2 separate regions of the Danio rerio genome follow, and region 1 is linked to region 2. Evidence: chromatin contacts called from public Micro-C data. All regions are on one chromosome and are shown on one strand. Each heading gives the region's core, a stretch centred on a gene start, on an enhancer-like site or on the middle of the called end of the contact. The rest is flanking DNA. Distances are from core to core; before and after follow the strand shown. Region 1 overlaps chchd4a (coiled-coil-helix-coiled-coil-helix domain containing 4a). Region 2 overlaps dnah1 (dynein, axonemal, heavy chain 1).

The links. A called contact is a pair of places that touch in the nucleus more often than the background predicts.
Region 1: a contact with region 2 is called in a Micro-C map of caudal fin, with 8 times the contacts expected there. The contact joins two enhancer-like sites. A contact is called at or near these places in 2 of 18 Hi-C or Micro-C datasets (caudal fin and an unstated tissue).

What each region holds. Positions count from the first base shown.
Region 1 is chr11:37,092,394-37,097,361 of GRCz12tu, forward strand. chchd4a (coiled-coil-helix-coiled-coil-helix domain containing 4a) reads right to left here. Exons shown (of 3, transcript NM_001003538.2): 2 at 3,650-3,748; 3 at 1,303-2,045. The coding sequence ends at 1,726. Among named protein-coding and RNA genes, the nearest start is that of chchd4a, 3.2 kb to the right of the region's middle. Within about 2 kb of position 1,813, at least 14 of the 62 cell types and tissues checked have an H3K27ac peak or open chromatin away from gene starts, as enhancers often do.
Region 2 is chr11:36,979,095-36,983,606 of GRCz12tu, forward strand. It overlaps dnah1 (dynein, axonemal, heavy chain 1), which reads right to left. Exons shown (of 77, transcript XM_068224387.1): 49 at 2,540-2,748; 50 at 1,980-2,151; 51 at 220-411. Among named protein-coding and RNA genes, the nearest start is that of mapkapk3, 38 kb to the left of the region's middle. Within about 2 kb of position 2,122, at least 10 of the 62 cell types and tissues checked have an H3K27ac peak or open chromatin away from gene starts, as enhancers often do.

The DNA.
Region 1 (4,968 bases), core at 563-3,062, 110 kb after region 2:
CTGCTGCAGTTCAAAACAAGCATCAGACTGAAGAAGAAAGTTGATTAAGTGACTTTGAATATGGCATGGTTGTTGGAGCCAGACTGGTCAGAGTATTCCAAAAACTGCTGATCTGCTGGGTTTCATGGATAACCATCTCTAGGGTTTACAGAGAATGGTCCTGAAGGTCAGAGTAGAATAGCCAGACTGGTTTGAGCTGACTGAAAGGCAACAGTAACTCAAATAACCACTCGTTACAACCAAGGTATCCAGAAGAGCATGTCTGAACGCACAACAAGTGCCACTCCTGTCAGCTAAAAACAGGAAACTGAGGCTTCAATTCACTCAGGCTCACCAAAACTGGACGATAGAAGATTTGAAAAAACGTTGCCTGGTCTGATGAGTCTCGATTTTTTGCTGTAACATTTGGATGGTAGGGATTTGGCGTCAACAACATGGATCCATCCTGCCTTGTATCAATAGTTCAGGCTGGTGGTGGTGGTGTAAAGGTGTGGGGGATATTTTCTTGGCACACTTTAGACCCATTAGTACTAATTGAGCATTGTGTCAACACCACAGCCTACCTGAGTACTGTTGCTGACCATGTCCATACCTTTATGACCACAGTGAACTCATCTTCTGATAGCTACTTCCACCAGGATAACACGCCCTGTCATAAATCTCAGACTGGTTTCTTGAACATGAAAATGAGTTCACTATACACAAATGGCCTCCACAGTCACCAGAAATCAATCCAATAGGGCACATTTGAGATGTGGTGGAACGGGAGATCGCATCATGGACGTGCAGCCGACAAATCCAAGTGGTGCTCGCTGCAGAGCCATTTGGGCGAGCTGAGCTCTAGCGAGGGGGAGCTTGAGCTCCACCTTTTTTGCACTTGTTCTACGAGTGATGTCACTGGGGGTAGGGTTTGGGGTGGGGTTGGTGTATGCATTAAAACAGCTTACAGGAGGCAGAACGAGAGCTCATGCTCCCCCTCGCTGGAGCTCAGCTCTGCTTAAATGGCTCTGCAGCGAGCACCCTCTCGACAAATCTGCAGCAACTGCATGATGCTATCATGTCAATATGAGCCAATATCTATGAGGAATATTTCCATTACCTTGTTGAATCTATGCCACGAAGAATTAAGGCAGTTCTGAAGGCAAAAGGGGGTCCAACTCTGTACTAGTATGGTGTACCTAATAAAGTGGCCGGTGAGTTTCTATACATCATCAGCTGAAAGATAAGGCTTCTGGTTTACTCACTCACGCCACCTGCTGTTCGTACCTTGTATGCTAGACACATCAGCAACAGAACAATTTCTTCATCATAAAAGTGTTTAATCATACTCCAACAACAAAATAATTACAGGAAATGTATATAGATGCGTTATTTCAGCCTTTCTTCTAAAAACTGCTCAAACACAAAGTGGCCTGTAGTAGCAGCAGTACACAAGTCAAACAATCTGTGGAGCAAATAACCAGAAGATACAAACCAGGATGATTCAAATGAAGTCTAATGTTTCACAGAGCCAAGCGCAGACTCACCTGCCACTCATTTAGATCCCGAACCTCATTTTTAGGTCTCTCAAGTGCACGTTAATGTCACATTTTAATCACAAAACCTGACGTTTAAGAGCTTCCTGCATCTGTTTGCTTCACAGATTCTGGGGCATTGTTACATATGATCTCTTCATAGTCAAAAGTGGAGCTGTCTTTGCTGTGAGGGGGTGAAGTGAGGATAACATTAGCTAGTCGCTGGGTTTTCTGTGGCTGCTGCTGCTGTGGAATCAGTAGAGGATGCTGGGAGAGAGTCAGTGGGTGCAGTATTTGCTTCACCAGAGGGGGCACTGTCGTTGTCGTCTTCCTGAGGGTAAAGCTCAGGGTATTTCTGCATACACTCCTGCATACCCCGGAAGTTTTCCACACAATCGGAGCCCTTTATCTCCTCTTTGCTATAGTGGAAACATGAAAACGCATCCTTGAACTGCTGTCCACAAGGGCCACTGGCCATGCCGCCCAAACACGGGCAGTTCCAGTTTATGTCACCATTAGGTAGAATAAGACCTGTGGGATCATAGCAAACGGGTATTGTGGAGATAAATTATAGAAGAGATTTAAATGATGCTAGCTGATATGGCTGCACGATACTGGGAAAAGATCCCATGTTGTTGAGTATTACGAATTTTTGATAACTATATATAAAGATAGAAAAACCCCATGTTTGATTGTATATATAATCAACCTATTACACAAAAAATTGGAATATAAATAAATGTAATTTATCTAGTGCTGCGCAGAGTTGTAGTGATTAACTGCATCCAAAAAAAAGTTTGTTTTGGCATAATGTGTGTTTAAATTACTTTCAAGGCCAAAATGACTCATACCCCAGGGGTAAGAATTTTCTTGGGCTTGGCATGCACGCATACATGCGCGCGCATGCATGCACACACACACACACACACACACACACACACACACACAACTAAACAAAAAAGTTGTTACATAGCTATTTAAATTTACATATATAATATATACAGTTGAAGTAGATGTCCCCAAACGATGTTTAACAGAGCAAGTCATCTTTTGCAGTATATCCTATGGTATTTTTTTCTTCTCTAAAAAGGTATTTGTTTTATTTCAACAAGAGTAAAAGCAGTTTTATTTTTTTCAATAACCATTTTAAGGTCAATATTATTAGCCTCATTAAGCTATATTATTTTTAATCTTTAAACAAAGATACACCTAATTACCTTAACTTGCCTAAATAACCTAGTTAAGCCTTTAACTGTCACTTTAAGCTGAATACTAGTATCTTGAAAAAGATCTAGAATAGTATGCATCATGGCAAAGATAAAATAATGTAAAACAAGATAATTCTGACTTCAACTGTACATGTATATGATACAAATGATATAAACATTCTTAAATAAACATTTTCTATACACACACACACACTCTGTATACAGAACATATATGCATTGAAGTCTGAATTATTAGCACCCCCAACCAATTTCTGTTTAACAGGGAGAATATTTTTTTAACACATTTCTAATCATAATAGTATCTATATAATATAATAACAACTCATTTTTATTAACTGATTTATTTTATCTTTGCCATGATGACAGTAACTTATATTTGACAAGATATTTTTCAAGACACTTCTATACAGCTTAAAGTGACATTTAAAGGCTTAACTTGGTTCATTAGGTTAACTAGGCAGGTTAGGGTAATTAGGTAAGTTAGTGTATAATGATGGTTTGTTCTGAAGAAAGTTAGAAAGAAAAATAATTTTGTCCTTATGGTTTCTAAAAAAATTAAATCTGCTTTTATTCTAGCTGAAACAAACCAAATAAGACTTTCTCCAGAAGAAAAAATATTATCAGACATACTGTGAACATTTCCTTGCTCTGTTAAACATCATCTGGGGAATATAAAAATAATAATAATAATAATTCAAAGCAGGGACTAATAATTCTGACTTCAACTGTATATGAGCTTATATTATCAAAACAAACTTTTATTATCGTACTTCTCTGCTCTGCAATACAAATATTGCAATTATACTGATAATTTTTATCTAAATTGTGCCACCGTACAAGCTGATCATTTTTTCATTTTATTTAATACACGGTATTCTGGAAGAACAAATCAAGTTCAGTACTTACCGTGATCCTCATATGGATCATTAGGGTCATCTTCAACAAGTTCGGCATTACTGGGAGCTTCATGATCTTCCTTGGTGACAAATATGATGCGATCTTTACCTTGTGTGGGAAAGTAGTAAAAAATTACACACCATGGTTACACAATATAAATACTAATGATTCGACCACTCCACCAGTGTTGTAAATAATAGTAAACTACTAATCAGTACTAAAATTAATAAAACTATAACTAAAATAGTGTGTGTGTATATGTATGCATGTATGTGTGTGTGTATATATATATATATATATATATAGGTGTGTGTGTGTATATATATATATATATATATATATATATATATATATATATATATATATATATATATATATATATATTTATATATGTATGTATGTATATGTATGTATATGTATATATATGTATATATATATATATATATATATATATATATATATATATATATATATATATATATATAAATATTATACACACACACACACACACACACACACACACATAAATTGCTTCCTTGTCCTCATTTGTAAGTCGCTTTGGATAAAAGTGTCTGCTAAATGACAAAATGTAAATATATATATATATATATATATATATATATATATATATATATATATATATATATTCTTATTTTAAATGTATTGGAAATTTATAAAGGCAAAAGCACAAGACAACTAAAATCATAATTCAAAAATTTAATCTAATAAATATCCAATTCATATATCATATTTAATATGAACATGCAACATGTAATAATTACATTTTCACTTTTAATTTTAATTAATAGCTATTTGCAGTAATATGTATGTTTGGGGTGGTCTAGGTTACAAAAGACATATAATTTGTCAAAGATGCCAAAAGGATAAAATATGTCTCATGTAAAAAGAAGAGATAAGTAAAAGAAAAAATAAGTTTAAGTAATAGACAAATGATGCATGTGGTAATGGGGTGGAAAAATAATAAGCCTGTGCTTCATCCCACTTCATTTTCAACCATGTTAATGTATTTTTGTGAGATATTTTATGTATGATATTTCTGTTCGAAAATAAATTAATCAAATCCTACAATATAGTACCTGTAATTTAAAGCAACCTGTAACTGTTTCTTTTGTAAATGATTAAATGCATAAATAATGCCTAAACAATATTGCATTTGATATAGATTGTGAGGTAAATGATAAAATGTTGCAGCTTTTTAAATTAAAAATAATGAAGATTATATATGATCATTATATAAATAATGAGATTGTTAGTAAACCACTTCAGCACAGGTTTTGCTGTGAACTAAGTTAGGTGAATAAAAACTT
Region 2 (4,512 bases), core at 872-3,371:
AAACACTCATTCCCGCTTATACACGACGACAACTTAGTCTACCTAATTCAACTGTACCTGTACATGTCTTTGGACTGTGGGGGAAACCGGAGCACCCAGAGGAAACCCATGTGAACGTGGGGAGATGAATTATTATTATAATTATTATTATAAAGGAGCCCACTGGGAAGTATTGTGTAAAAAAAACAACAACACAAGAGAGAAGTTCAAAAGAATTACCTTGTCCAGGCCAGTTTTCATTCGCTGTCGAGCGCTGTGAAGCTCCTGCTTCTTCTGGCCAATCAAAGATGAGAATATGCTCAGGAGCTCCAGGTAGCTCTTAGGTGTGACAGAGTTGTGGCGGGAAAGTTCCGCTAGGTATTGCTCACACTTCCTGGACACCATTTGATGGATTTCAACACACATCAGCGCCTGTACAGAGAGAAATCATTTTTGTGCTCATGTATACATTTACACTAGGAGTTAAACAAATTGATCTATTTAGATAATGACAGACAGATTGGCATCCACATGACCTGCTGTTTTTATTGTGGATTTTTTTGTTTAACAACCAGAGTGAAAGACTTTGAAAGACTTTTTAACATTTTTAAATGCGATACAATTTACAGAAATCATGTTATGTTTATGTGAAAGGGGCATATTAATCTAATTGATGAAGAAGGAGATGAACTTGAATGCCTTGTGATTGAGCATGCAGGTGTTTACAAGGTAACAAGATGAAAGGGGAATGGCGTGCATGTGCATCGGTGATTAGTAGTCGGGGGTCTTGCTGATTGGAGTGACAGTGAACGGGTGAATTCTGTGAATGGGAGTGGGAAGAACCTAGCCTGGCTGTGACAGGTTTACAGCATGCAGGCATTGTGACATGGCCTCTCAAGCAACATTGAACCAATGACTGAAGCATAAAAATAAAGTAGGCCTACCATACATATTAATGCTCTGTAAAGTACACATGTTATAATGGTATAAGAAAACAAAAAATACAATACCAGATACCAGTTGTTTGCTTCTGAAACATAATATACCTTCAAATATGTCCTCAAAAGTGCTTGCATTTGTGGTTTAGCTTTTAATGAAAAGGCATGAGTGATACAATAAAGTGCAGGATGTGCTTTATGATACAAATAAATTAATTCATTTAAGGAAAATATATTTAAAAAGTTATGTGAATTCATTCAAGTAACTTATTTATTTATTCAACTTACATTGATTTCTAAGTTGACAAAGTTTCTGTAGTTTTTTTTTTATAAATTAAGAAAAGGAAATTATATTTATCTTATTTTTTGCTGATCTAAAAAAAGATCTGATCTGATCTGCAAAGAAACGAAATGTAATCTGAATCATGAGTTTTCAGTTCCATTTTATTGACCAAATACAGCTGAAGTCAAAACTGTTAGCCGTCCTGTGAATTTTCTGTCCTTTTTCAAATATTTTCCAAATGAGGTTAAACAGAGCAAGGAATTTTTTTACAGTATTTCCTATAATTCTTTTTCTGGACAAAGTCTTGTTTTTTTAGTTTGCCTACAATAAAAGCAGTTTTGATTTTTTTTTTTAAATGTTAAGGTCAATAATATTATTAGCCCCCTTAAGCACTATTTTTTCGATCATTTTTTTCTCTGTGTCTACAGAGAAAAAACATTGTTATACAATGACATGCCTAATTACCCTAACTTACCTAATAAAATTAATTACCCTAATTAAGCCTTTAAGTGTTACTTTAATCTGAATTACTAGTATCTTGAAAAGTATCTAGTAAAATATTATTTACTGTCCTCATGGCAAAGATAAAATAAATCAGTTATTAAAAATGTGTTATTAAAACTATTATGCTTAAAAATGTGCTAAAAAAATCTTCTTTCCATTAGAAATTGGGGAAAAAATATACAGGAGGGCTAATAACTCTCTGACTTCAACTGTAAGTCATAAAACTGTGATCTGAATCATGAGTTTTGGGATCCATTTGACACACTCGTCCTTACCAGGCTCTGGATGGTCTTAGGATTGGACTCCAGTTCTGGAAGCTCATTGAGAAAAGATGTTGCTACAGACTCTAGTGCCTCCTGTGGCCAAGCACTGAACCAGTCAATAGTGCAGCAGTTTACAAGAGAGGGAAACTGTCTGAGGCGAGCGCGAAACACTTCCCCTACCGGACTGTAGATGGAGACAGAGAAAAGAGTTTACAAACTGTAACATTGCATACTATGTATAAATCATAGCTGAAAAAAAGATCTGTCTGACATATCCACCATGGCTGAAAATGAGATCTGTCTGACATAAGAGTAAACCTAATTTTATGGTTTTATTCACTGAAATGTGCATATATATTACCAGTGTAAAAGACCCTTTAATCAGCAAAAGGCCAACACACACTTGTAGTTTGTATGTTTATATTTTCTTCATACTAACCTCCCACTGGCATCTATATCTTTTGTCGATAAAAAGTTATATGCTGTCGTTCTTTAAATACATTTAAAATATATGACAAAAAGTAACTATATGAATTTGTAGCACTGATATATCTTAATATATAAAGATCAACCTCATGCAGAGGACAGTGTGGATGTTGCTGCGGACTCTATTGACGTAGGCAGCCATGAGGTTGGCTTTGGTGGGCTGCTGGCCCATGTCCTGAACCACCGGTTTCATAGCAGTGAGGATCCGCTCCTGTTCCTCTGAAGTGTACAGATTGGGCACGTCGCCTGAGTTGAGGATGTTGTTCACATCTTCCAGGAAAGATTCGCTCTTAATCTGAAAACCAGAAAAGAAAACACACAAAGAAACAAACAGACAAAAATATTTATGTTGAAGACTTGAGTAGGATGTTGCTGAAAAAGTGTGTGTGTGTTTGGAAATAGTGACGAGGTACAGATAAATCTATTAGGATAATTTATTTACAGACTGGAAAGTCCATTAGCCTAAGATCAGAGAAGTTTGTTATATGGCTTCTTTTACTCAGTGATGAGAACTTACTGAGGGCTGCTTTTACTGTTGTACTACAATCAGGGAAGTGCAAAATTACATTTTTTTTGCAGGGTTAATAATTTATTAATTAATAAAAAAAATACATTGACTTTAAATAGCTAGGTTAGGACTGTTATTATGTTACAATGGATTTTAAATAAATACACTTCTTAAAATAAAATAACTTGAGTACCAAAGAATCATATTTTAAACAAATGCTAACAATTCAACCCTGACAGAAATAAATGACAGTTTAGTCATTTAAAATAACATTTAATGTATTAACTGACATTAACAGATGATAACCAATTCATTTGTTTGAGTATTTTTGAATCTCTGTTAATGTTAATAAATAATCATTGTTATTCATGTTATTGTAATTATTAATATCAAGATGTGCAACGTTCGATTTTAGTAATGTATTAGCAACTGTTAAAATATATTTATTAATAAAACAATTAAATGCTTTAAAAGATTTTTGGTTTAGAAATATGCTAGTTCATTTTACCTTATGTATTTAACTTATTTACAAATTAACAAATTAAATCTGCAGTGTTACATAGTAAAATTGCACAATATTGCTTTTAGTGTCTTTAGCAGCTTTCAAAACTTTTTGGCCACCATCAGATTCGTCATTTTAGTATAATTATTTATATTTATTTATAATGTAGTATAACAATCTCTCGCTCTTCACCTGAGCAGTAATGGTATTTATAATGATATTGATTATAAAATTATATGATATTTACAGAAATACATTATATTTATAGAAAAAAAACTAAAACAGATGAAATGGACTACACAGAGTCCAGACCTTAATATACCGTAGTATTATAGAGGCAGTATGGGATTGTCTGGAAAGAGATTAAAAAAAAGTTTATTTGTGTACATATTTCTGTTTATATTTTAATGCAGAGACAAGCCTTATATCTGGAAGGTCATTAAACTTTTGCTAAAACACCAAAACTCTTGGGAGACCAAAACTTTTGCACAATATAAAATATATATACAGCTGGGAAAATAAGTATTGAACACGTCACCAAATTGAATTGAATAAAGGTGCTGTTAACATGAAATTTCACTGGATGTTGGAAACAACCAAAGAAATCCATATATGCAAAGAAAACAAATCGAGTTAGTTTACTAATTAAGTTATGGGAAATACAATGAAATGACGCAGGGGGAAGTATTGAACACTTGAAGAAAGGGAGGTATAGAAAGGCAGTGAAAGCCCAACACCTGAAATCTCTGAGTAGTTCTTCAGTAACCCTTTGCCCTTCCTCATTGTAAACAAATATTAGCTGCTTCAGTCCAACATCTGCATTATCAGGATGATGAAGATGAAACCAGAGTGGACGTTTCAGCAAGACAATGATCCAAAACACAGCCAAGAAAAATCAGAAAAAAAAAATCAAGCTGTAGAATGGCCCAGCCAATCACCTGACTTGAATCCATTAGATTAGATTTAATACAAAATAAAGATCAGATGTGATAGACGAGACCCACAGAACCATCAAGATTTTTACACTCTGTTGAAGTCTGTGAAAAACA